Linked DNA regions of Sus scrofa: region 1 is linked to region 2. A link is a contact called in public HiChIP or PLAC-seq data. All regions are on one chromosome and are shown on one strand. Each heading gives the region's core, a stretch centred on a gene start, on an enhancer-like site or on the middle of the called end of the contact. The rest is flanking DNA. Distances are from core to core; before and after follow the strand shown. Region 1 overlaps COL4A2 (collagen alpha-2(IV) chain). Region 2 overlaps COL4A1 (collagen alpha-1(IV) chain).

Evidence for each region. HiChIP or PLAC-seq counts read pairs in DNA pulled down with a chosen protein or histone mark.
Region 1: an H3K27ac HiChIP or PLAC-seq map of skeletal muscle shows a contact between it and region 2, with 7 times the contacts expected there. The contact joins two enhancer-like sites. A contact is called at or near these places in 1 of 5 promoter capture datasets (liver), 24 of 47 Hi-C or Micro-C datasets (alveolar macrophages, brain, embryonic fibroblasts and 14 more) and 2 of 2 datasets of contacts at active chromatin or transcription factors (alveolar macrophages and skeletal muscle).

Annotation. Positions count from the first base shown.
Region 1 is chr11:77,083,665-77,087,892 of Sscrofa11.1, reverse strand. All of the region lies in intron 4 of COL4A2 (collagen alpha-2(IV) chain), which reads right to left. Among named protein-coding and RNA genes, the nearest start is that of COL4A1, 88 kb to the right of the region's middle. Within about 2 kb of position 2,797, at least 14 of the 83 cell types and tissues checked have an H3K27ac peak or open chromatin away from gene starts, as enhancers often do. A contact at or near this core is called in skeletal muscle, where this site is marked.
Region 2 is chr11:76,919,879-76,923,695 of Sscrofa11.1, reverse strand. All of the region lies in intron 2 of COL4A1 (collagen alpha-1(IV) chain), which reads left to right. Among named protein-coding and RNA genes, the nearest start is that of COL4A2, 75 kb to the left of the region's middle. Within about 2 kb of position 1,520, at least 6 of the 83 cell types and tissues checked have an H3K27ac peak or open chromatin away from gene starts, as enhancers often do. A contact at or near this core is called in skeletal muscle, where this site is marked.

The DNA of each region.
Region 1 (4,228 bases), core at 1,548-4,047, 160 kb before region 2:
GGGCTGTGGGGTTCTGACGGTCCACACGTGATGGGGACTGTATTTGTGCAGTGCTGGACACAGTCTCAGCACGTCAGACCATGCGAGGGACTGGGACACGTGCTGGACACAGCCTCAGTGTGCCAGACCACGTGAGGGGACTGGAACACACGCTGGACTATGGACGTGTGACCCTTGTGACCTAGGGAACAACCTGGAGAAAGATCTAGCCCAGCTCCCAAAATGATGACTATGAGTCCTGATGTATCCTGGACCGGTCAGTAGTGGCAGGGCAGCCTGGTGTCCAAGGTCATCAATTCCTCACAATCTATGCTGCCCGTGAAGTCCGATACTGGAAAAGATTAATGCATTCATCTTTTTATGGCTGCGTCTGTGGCATATAGAAGTTCTAGGCTAGAAGTTGAGTCGGAGCTGCACCTGCTGGCCTATACCACAGTCACAACAACTCAGTATCCGAGCCACATGTGTAACCTACACTGCAGGAGGTGACGGTGCCAGATCCTCTACTGAGCGGTCAGGGACCAAACCCGCATCCTCATAGACACCACGTGAGGTTCTTAACCTGCTGAGCCGCGATGGGAACTCTGATGTTGGGAAAGGTTACAGGGCGGACAGTAGAGCCAGATCACAATTCAGTCTTCCCGATTCACAGCTTCGAAAGTCTCTGCCATTTTGGACACTAAGCGCTTCTGCAGAGACGTTATCAATGATAACACCTGCTGCAGCAGGGAATGTTCTGGAGACATGGAGCAGTCAGAGCGCTGGGATGGCAGCATCCCTGGGCTGCCAAGGATGTGGGGGCTGGGGTCAGGGTTAAATCCTGTCAACAGGGCCTCGCGCCCCCGGGAGTCCGGCCTGTCGAAGTTCCTAAGACTCCCAGCTTTGGGGTCATCCTTTGGACCCACACCGAATACACATCCGCAATGAAAAAAGAGAACACACCCCGAGAAACTGATCTTTTTTCAGTCTGGTGGGAAGATAATGGATGGCTCATCCGTCCAGACGGAGACCCGGGGTCCCGGGCGAGAGGAAGCCGGATGACCTTAACCTCCATTCCAGAGCAGTGACTCAGCCGGAGCGCTGGGCTCCGGACGCGGCCGAAAACAGCCTCGAGGACGCTCGCTCTCCACAGCGGGTGTTGGAGGAAAAAGAAAGACCCGTCTCATCCACAAAATGGAAGCCGGCGACCACTGCCCGCGGCCGTGTTTGCAGGGCTACGCGCGGCCCCAGAAGGCACCTGAGGTCCGAGGGAGATCCTAGGGCACCATGTGTGATGAGCGACGACGCACAGGGCCCACTTAATAGGTGGGGCTACTACGGAGAGGGTGGAGATACAGCCCAGGGTGGGATCTGTGGGGAAGCCTCCAGCCTCCTTGGGGATTAGACCACCTGCAGTGCGGTTTCTCCATCACAACCGAGGGCTCAGCATCTCAGGGCGACGAAGCCTGGGGAGCCTTTTATCTGGACATCTTGTCAGGATGCTCCCTTGTGTGCGGTGGCTTTTTTTTTTTTTTTTTTTTTTTTTTTTTTTTTGCTTTCTAGGGCCGCACCTGTGGCATATGGAGGTTCCCAGGCTGAGGGGGGAATTGGAGCTGCAGACACGGCCTGCACCGCGGCCACAGCAATGCTGTAACCCACTGAACAAGGCCAGGCATCGAACCTGTGTCCTCATGGATACGAATTGGGTTCATGACAGGAACCCCCCAGTAGTGGCTATGCTGTACCCTGTCACCGCCCTGGCCTCCTGGGCTTGTCCTGTGTGTTTGTGCTGTTCGGCCAGGAGGCCACGCAGAGCGGGAGCCGGGACAGCTCTCTCCGAGCCGGAGCCCAGCCACGTGGAAGGCCCTCTGAGCCCCACTGCTCCTCTTCTTGACCCTCCTCGGCCAGACGGGCCCTCTGCAGGCTGGGAACACCAGTGCCTCGGGTAGGCAGGGGGTGCCAAGGGTGCCAGGGAGCCCCCCACCGCTCTGGGAGGTGCCGGGCCTGGTAGCATTTTCTCTGTTTTCAAACAGAACCTGCATACGTTCCTAGGTCACCTCGTCCCTCCCACTGCCCCGACTGTGTCAGCTGCCGCTGCCCCGCCACCCGGACCATCTCTCCCCTCGTCCAGGGGCACCCTGGCAGCTGCACCAGGCCCTGCCCTCTGCAGATGGGCCCTCCCCTGGCCCTGGCTCTGCGGGGCCTCTCTGTGCTCCCCTGGCATCTTATTCAGCCTCCTCCTTGGCCCCTGTGCTGTGAAATCTGGGTTTTGGGGTTTTGTGTGAGCTCTTCCTTCGTAGGAGCCCCCTGGAAGCTGCGTTGGGGGGCTTGCTGGCAGAGACCCTCTCTCAGCCTGACGTCCCATGGGCATTGTGGCCTCAGCACCTCCCAGGGCCGGGACCTCAGTTCCTCCAGCCCGGCTCCCAGCAAGAACGAGAGAACAGTGACCACCAGGGCCCCCCTCTGCACCTCCCCCAGGTCACAGCCGCACACAGATCTTGACCCCAAAGCCACAGGGTGGGGACATGTCTGTTCCCTCTCCTCACACCGCACCTCTCTGCTGACAGCCTGCTCCTGCCCACCTCTCTCCCAGCCCCCATCCTGGGTCCACACTGTGTGCCCACATCTCCAGGGCTGGCCGGAGCCCTGCCACTCCCCAGAGAGGCCATGGCCCCTTGTCTGGTGAATGACAGGGATTTCTGGCATTGACGAGAAGGCCTGCCTTGTGGTGACGCTGCCTCCTCCCGGCATGGCCTGATCCAGCAGGAGGGAGGCTGGCCTAATGCCCGTTTGGGCAGCTGTTGCCTCTGACGGAACCAGCTCAGAGATACTGGCCCTTCACCGGCCAGCAGGATCCAACCAAGAGTTTCGCAGCCTTCTAGTGAGTCCTGACCATAAATGGAGTCAGAACTACTGCTGACAGGGATCTCGACCTACATCTGCACCTGCACCTGCACCTGCATCGACACCTGCATCTAACTGGCATCTAGAGCTACACGACACCCGCACCTGCACCTACAGCTCTATCTTCCCTTCGTACATTTGGGCGCTGTGAAGAAGACAGAAGGGAGAAAAACATGAGAAATACAAAATACGAACTCAAATGGAAGTTAACGTGCAGCAATGTCAGGGGCAAAGCATCCTGGCTTATTTGTAATTAAAAAAAAATCCAAACCTCCAAGCATTCGCTTCTCATTTCTAACCAGATTACACTGGCCTCATAGGCTCATTCCCAGGAATTGAACTCTGTCTGGGATGGGCCCAGGCTGGGCCTGGTTGTATAGAGTAGCTTGCATCCACATGCAAATAGGAGTCTAGGTGCCCATTTCTGCTGATTTCCTGGCCTGCTCCTGGCTGCGCCATCACTTGTTTAGGGCCAGACAGCAGGCACATCTTCGCAGTGAGTTTCCAGCCTGCTGTGTCCTGCATCCACGGAATGCCTGGCGAATACGCCCCTTCTCCCCACTTCTGCCTACATCGAGGAAGCCCTAAATGTCTACACAGATGCTGCATTCACAGGCCCCTACCTACCTCTCTGGTTTCATTCACCATGACATTGCTGGTCACGAATGACCATTCACTATCTGGTTTACATCTGAGATTATGGTAAATGCAGCCATAGATTTACTTTTCTGCCAGCTATTCCTCTTTGTCATGAAAACAGTAGCACTTTCTCAGAAGCTGGGCTCTGATGTACCAGGAAAAATTCAGGAGCAGAGATGTGACCACCGAGAGGCTAGTGTGGTTCCCTTCATGCGATAATTCATCAGAAAACGACTCCCTGAGCTGCTGTCGGCTCACCTTCCTGAGCTGCTGGCCAGAGACCACGGAAGGACCGGTGACCCTGGCTTGCTTCTGGGGGCTTCTCTGGGAACATCCTGATTGCCATCAACAACAAAGACCACCAGCTCCCTCCCTTATGAAAAATAATCCAGAAATAAAAAAAGCAAGGGGGGAAATGAAGTGATTTCAAATGGTCTATAAATTACTCAATGGACTTGTTACATTTCCAGGTGCAGGAGCCATCTCTAAACACAGAGGGCGCCCCAGTGGCCCGCGGAGGGCGCAGAAGCAGGTGTGTGAGCCTGGTCCACTTCTCCACCAGCTCCAGCCTGGCCCCGGGGCCTCCAGCCTGTCTTCTCATCTAAGCTGAAGGTCCCCCAGGAAAGTTCTGTGGCTTCCAAGGAAGGGGACCACCGCAGCCTGAGGTTCCCTGCTGGCACCGTCTGGCAGGCATTTCTAGGACCCA
Region 2 (3,817 bases), core at 271-2,770:
CAGCGGAAATCTGCCCTCGAACCCGGCCGCCTGCAGAGCTTCCACGTGAGGGGCTGTGTCAGTGGGCGGCGTGAAGCTGGTGGCTCATCAGCGAGGCCTAGGACCTTCCGTAAGATGGACCTACCAATGGGGTCGGGCCTTTTCTGCTCAGGACCCTGAGGCGGAAAGTCCAGTGTAGACGGCATAGTCCAGGAAGGAGCAGGCGGACAGAGGTTTTACTTTCTAGGCGGACGGCCAGCTCCCTCTCCCAAGCTTCGGCTCTCTGTCCCATTCATCCCACAAGCCCGGTGGCCCACGGCTTCTGAAGTCTCAGGAACAAGTCCCCGGCAGCCTGACGACGGACCTGGGAGCCCACCCAGGCCACGGCTCAAGGAGACTTTTAACACCTTTATGGTACTTCTCATCCTTTGGATGTGTGACGATGCGGAAGCGTCCTCGTTTCTAGGAAAACCCGAGCCTCTCCCCCCCTCCCCACGGGTAACTGGCCCGGCTCTCCGCGGGCGCCCCCACGTCTCATGGGGACCTGCACAAGCGACACGGAGACTCCTCGTTGCACCTCCTCTCTCAAAGCAAACACCGCCGAGCCCCGAGAGAGACCGTGCGCGTTTGGGGAGGAAGATAGAAAAGGCAGCGCCGGGCTCCGGGGGTGCGATGGGTCGCGCTTTCCTGGGTGCACACCGGCGCGCGGCCAGCGGGAGCCTCGGACGCCGACGGGTGCGGGAAACAGTCGCCCTCCTTATATTCAAAGAAATGTCGTCTACGTTACATTAGCGTACATGGGAGTTCCCAGCGTGGCTCAGTTAAGGAACCCGACTAGCATCCATGAGGATGCAGGTTCGATCCCTGGCCTCGCCCAGTGGGTTGAGGATCCAGCGTTGCCGTGAGCTGTGGTGTAGGTCACAGGCGTGGTTCGGATCTAGCATTGCTGTGGCTGTGGTGTAGGCCAGCAGCTGCAGCTCCGATTCCACTCCTAGCCCGGGACTCTCCATATGCCGCGGGTATCCATGTAAAACGATTTAAAAAAAAAATGTTTAGCCCATGCGTTCTTTCAAGAATCCAGGCACATGTCTCATGTGGTGCAGAGAGTCAGTGTTCCTGTCTTCCTTTGGGGAAGACCAGGCCTGGCCGGGTTCTGGTTGTGTGTGTTCAGCCTGCAGCAGTGGCAATGCTTCTGCCACCACGTCGGGCTCCACGGTGTGGAAGGGCCACAGCGGGGCCTCGTCGAGGAGTTTTCCACGACCCTGTGACCCCAATCGCAGCCTTCCCACGCCTTCCCCAGCAGCATCGGAATTCAGGAAGTGGTGCTGCCGAGCCCTCGCTGCTGCTGGGCTCCAGGAGCTGGACTGTGGGATCTTGGGCTCAGTCCCAAAGTCACCCATTGACCACGAGCCACCATCTGACATCGTTTCGCCGTCGCTGACGCTCGGGCAGCTCTGGCTCCAAATGGAAATGCTTGCGTCCCTCAGTGGTTTGCAGCCTTCCTTGGAAAGTGACCTCTCCAGGCCCCGGACGACAGAAAGAAACAGCTGATCCGCTGGGATGTCCCGCCCACAGCTCCCTGCCCCGGTCTCTTCTCTGACCAGTGATGTGGACGTGGGCCAGCCTCTAATGGTGCCCATGGGCTCTGGACTGGAAAAAGGGGACCCAGCAGCCCGTCCTGCCAGCCACCGCACTGTACAGTGGCTGCACAGAGAGCTCACATCTTAGCTGACGCTGAGCTCATGTCCCGCTTCTGCTTAGATCCTCGTCCATTTACCCACTTTTATTGAGTTCAGAGTTTGTGCTAAATGCTGAATGAATAAATACTTACTTTGCGCTGCCTTTAACATCCTTATTTCTGAGAGGTGGAAACCCCACTGCAGATCCTGTCCAACAAGCATCCTTTGCTGGCTGTGCTCTCCTCTCTAATGGGCAAGCCTCGGGCCTGGGGACAGGTGGTCCTGCCTGTCACAGTCGGGCCCCGTCCAGGGGGAGCCCAGGGCCTGGGCGGTGTTTTCCTTTGGACCTCAGCCCACTGTCAACATCCGTTATCGTAGTGTCTTAATTGATTTTATTTATTTATGTTTGCTATTTAGGGCCACACGTGTGGCATATGGAAGTTCCCGGGCTAGGGGTTAAATTGTAGCTGTAGCTGCCGGCCCTTGCACCACAGCCACAGCAACAACACAGAATCCGAGCTGCCTACACCACAGCTCACGGCAGCGCGGGGTCCTTGACCCACTGAGCGCATTCTCATGGATACCAGTCGGGGTTCATTACTGCTGAGCCACAGCGGGAACTCCATGATTTTAAATTTGAAAAATTAATTCAAAGTTTGACTAAAAGAGACAGTAAGATTTTGAAGCCTGCTGATGCTGGATCCGTGATAATTCAGGGTTTGTTGCTGGTAACGGTGTCTCCTCTGCCATCCTTAGAACCGTTTCACACACTCAGCCTCGCGACCCTGGGGACTCTGTTTGGATTTGGATTCTTGACGAAGCTTCAAAGGGGACCAGGGTTGGTGTTCGGGTTCCATCTGAACTTGTTTAAGCACGGATTTTAAGAGGAGGGGAAATAATTAGATAGTATAAAAAGCCTTTTATTCCCATCTTTTATGGGTTTTTAAAAAAGATTTGTCCTTCTCTACGTAATACATGATGTAAAAATTTTATGTTGCTGCATGCATGGAACTCTCTTTCCTGCCTAATTTAGAGTGGCTAATTTTGATGCCCAGATTTTTCACCATGGCTGCGTTCTTTCATCTTTATAGCATTTTTTTTCTCCTCCAATTCTGACTTTCATCCTTGGAAGATGCAGTGATAATCATTCCATTGTTGGGACATAAGTTTTTTTTTTTTTTTTTTTTTTTTTTTAATTAGTACAGCACACAGCACTGACCTTCTGGAATAAAACTAGTCAATGTGGTTGCATCAAAACACGTTTGTGGAAGCCCTTCTCACTCCCCACTTGAAATTCTCGCTGCGGTGACGACAGTGGTCATGGGCTTTGCTCTGGCCACCACGTCCCCGTGGACCTCTTGCCTCCAGGATCTCATGGCAAAGAGGTGTCGAAAGGGTCCTGTTTCTCAGTTGTTTTAACTGCACGCTCTGCCTCGAACCCCAGCAACCCCGGCGCACGAGCAGTCACGACTGTAGCATCGCTCTTGCAGCTGCAGAGTCTGGCTTAGAAAGACCTGGTGGGAGAACCTTCACACAACCTGCCCAGCTCTTTGCTTTCCCTCTGCCCGTCGTGGAGATTTGCTGCAAGGCTGCGGCATCACTTGGCCTGTGTTTGCCAGCTAATTGTATTGCTGTTTGAATGCTTATCCTGTCTGTGTGCCCTGCCCTGCTGCCCAGAAGAGCCCTGGACGGGGTCCAGGGTATGAGACTAATCGTGTGTACTTTTGTCTGAACAAAAGATGAGGAAAGTTAAAAAAATATGTGTGAGGCGGCCAGATCCATGTCCATAGAGGAGTCACTTCCTCTAGCTCCTTAATTTCAAAACTCCTGGGATACGGGGCTTGCTCAAGTGTTCCGCTGACATTCGGGGAGGAATGTGTCCTCGCGGTGAGAGCTCCCACTGGGAATTCAGAGTTCTGCGTCTGTTCCCAGGAGCACACAGGGGTCACCCAGTGACATGCGACGCGTCAGTAAAGCCTTGGAGTCCTCATTTCCCTATCTGTGAAATGGACATAAAAGGGGCTAATGCGATGCTGGTGAATTACTGAAAATTCGCTGGGAACCAGCTTGCTCTAGTGACCTAGAAAAAAACACCAGCTCTGGGGGAAGCTGGCCTCCTTTCTATTTCTGGCTTTCATGCTGACTCAGTGAGAAACTTG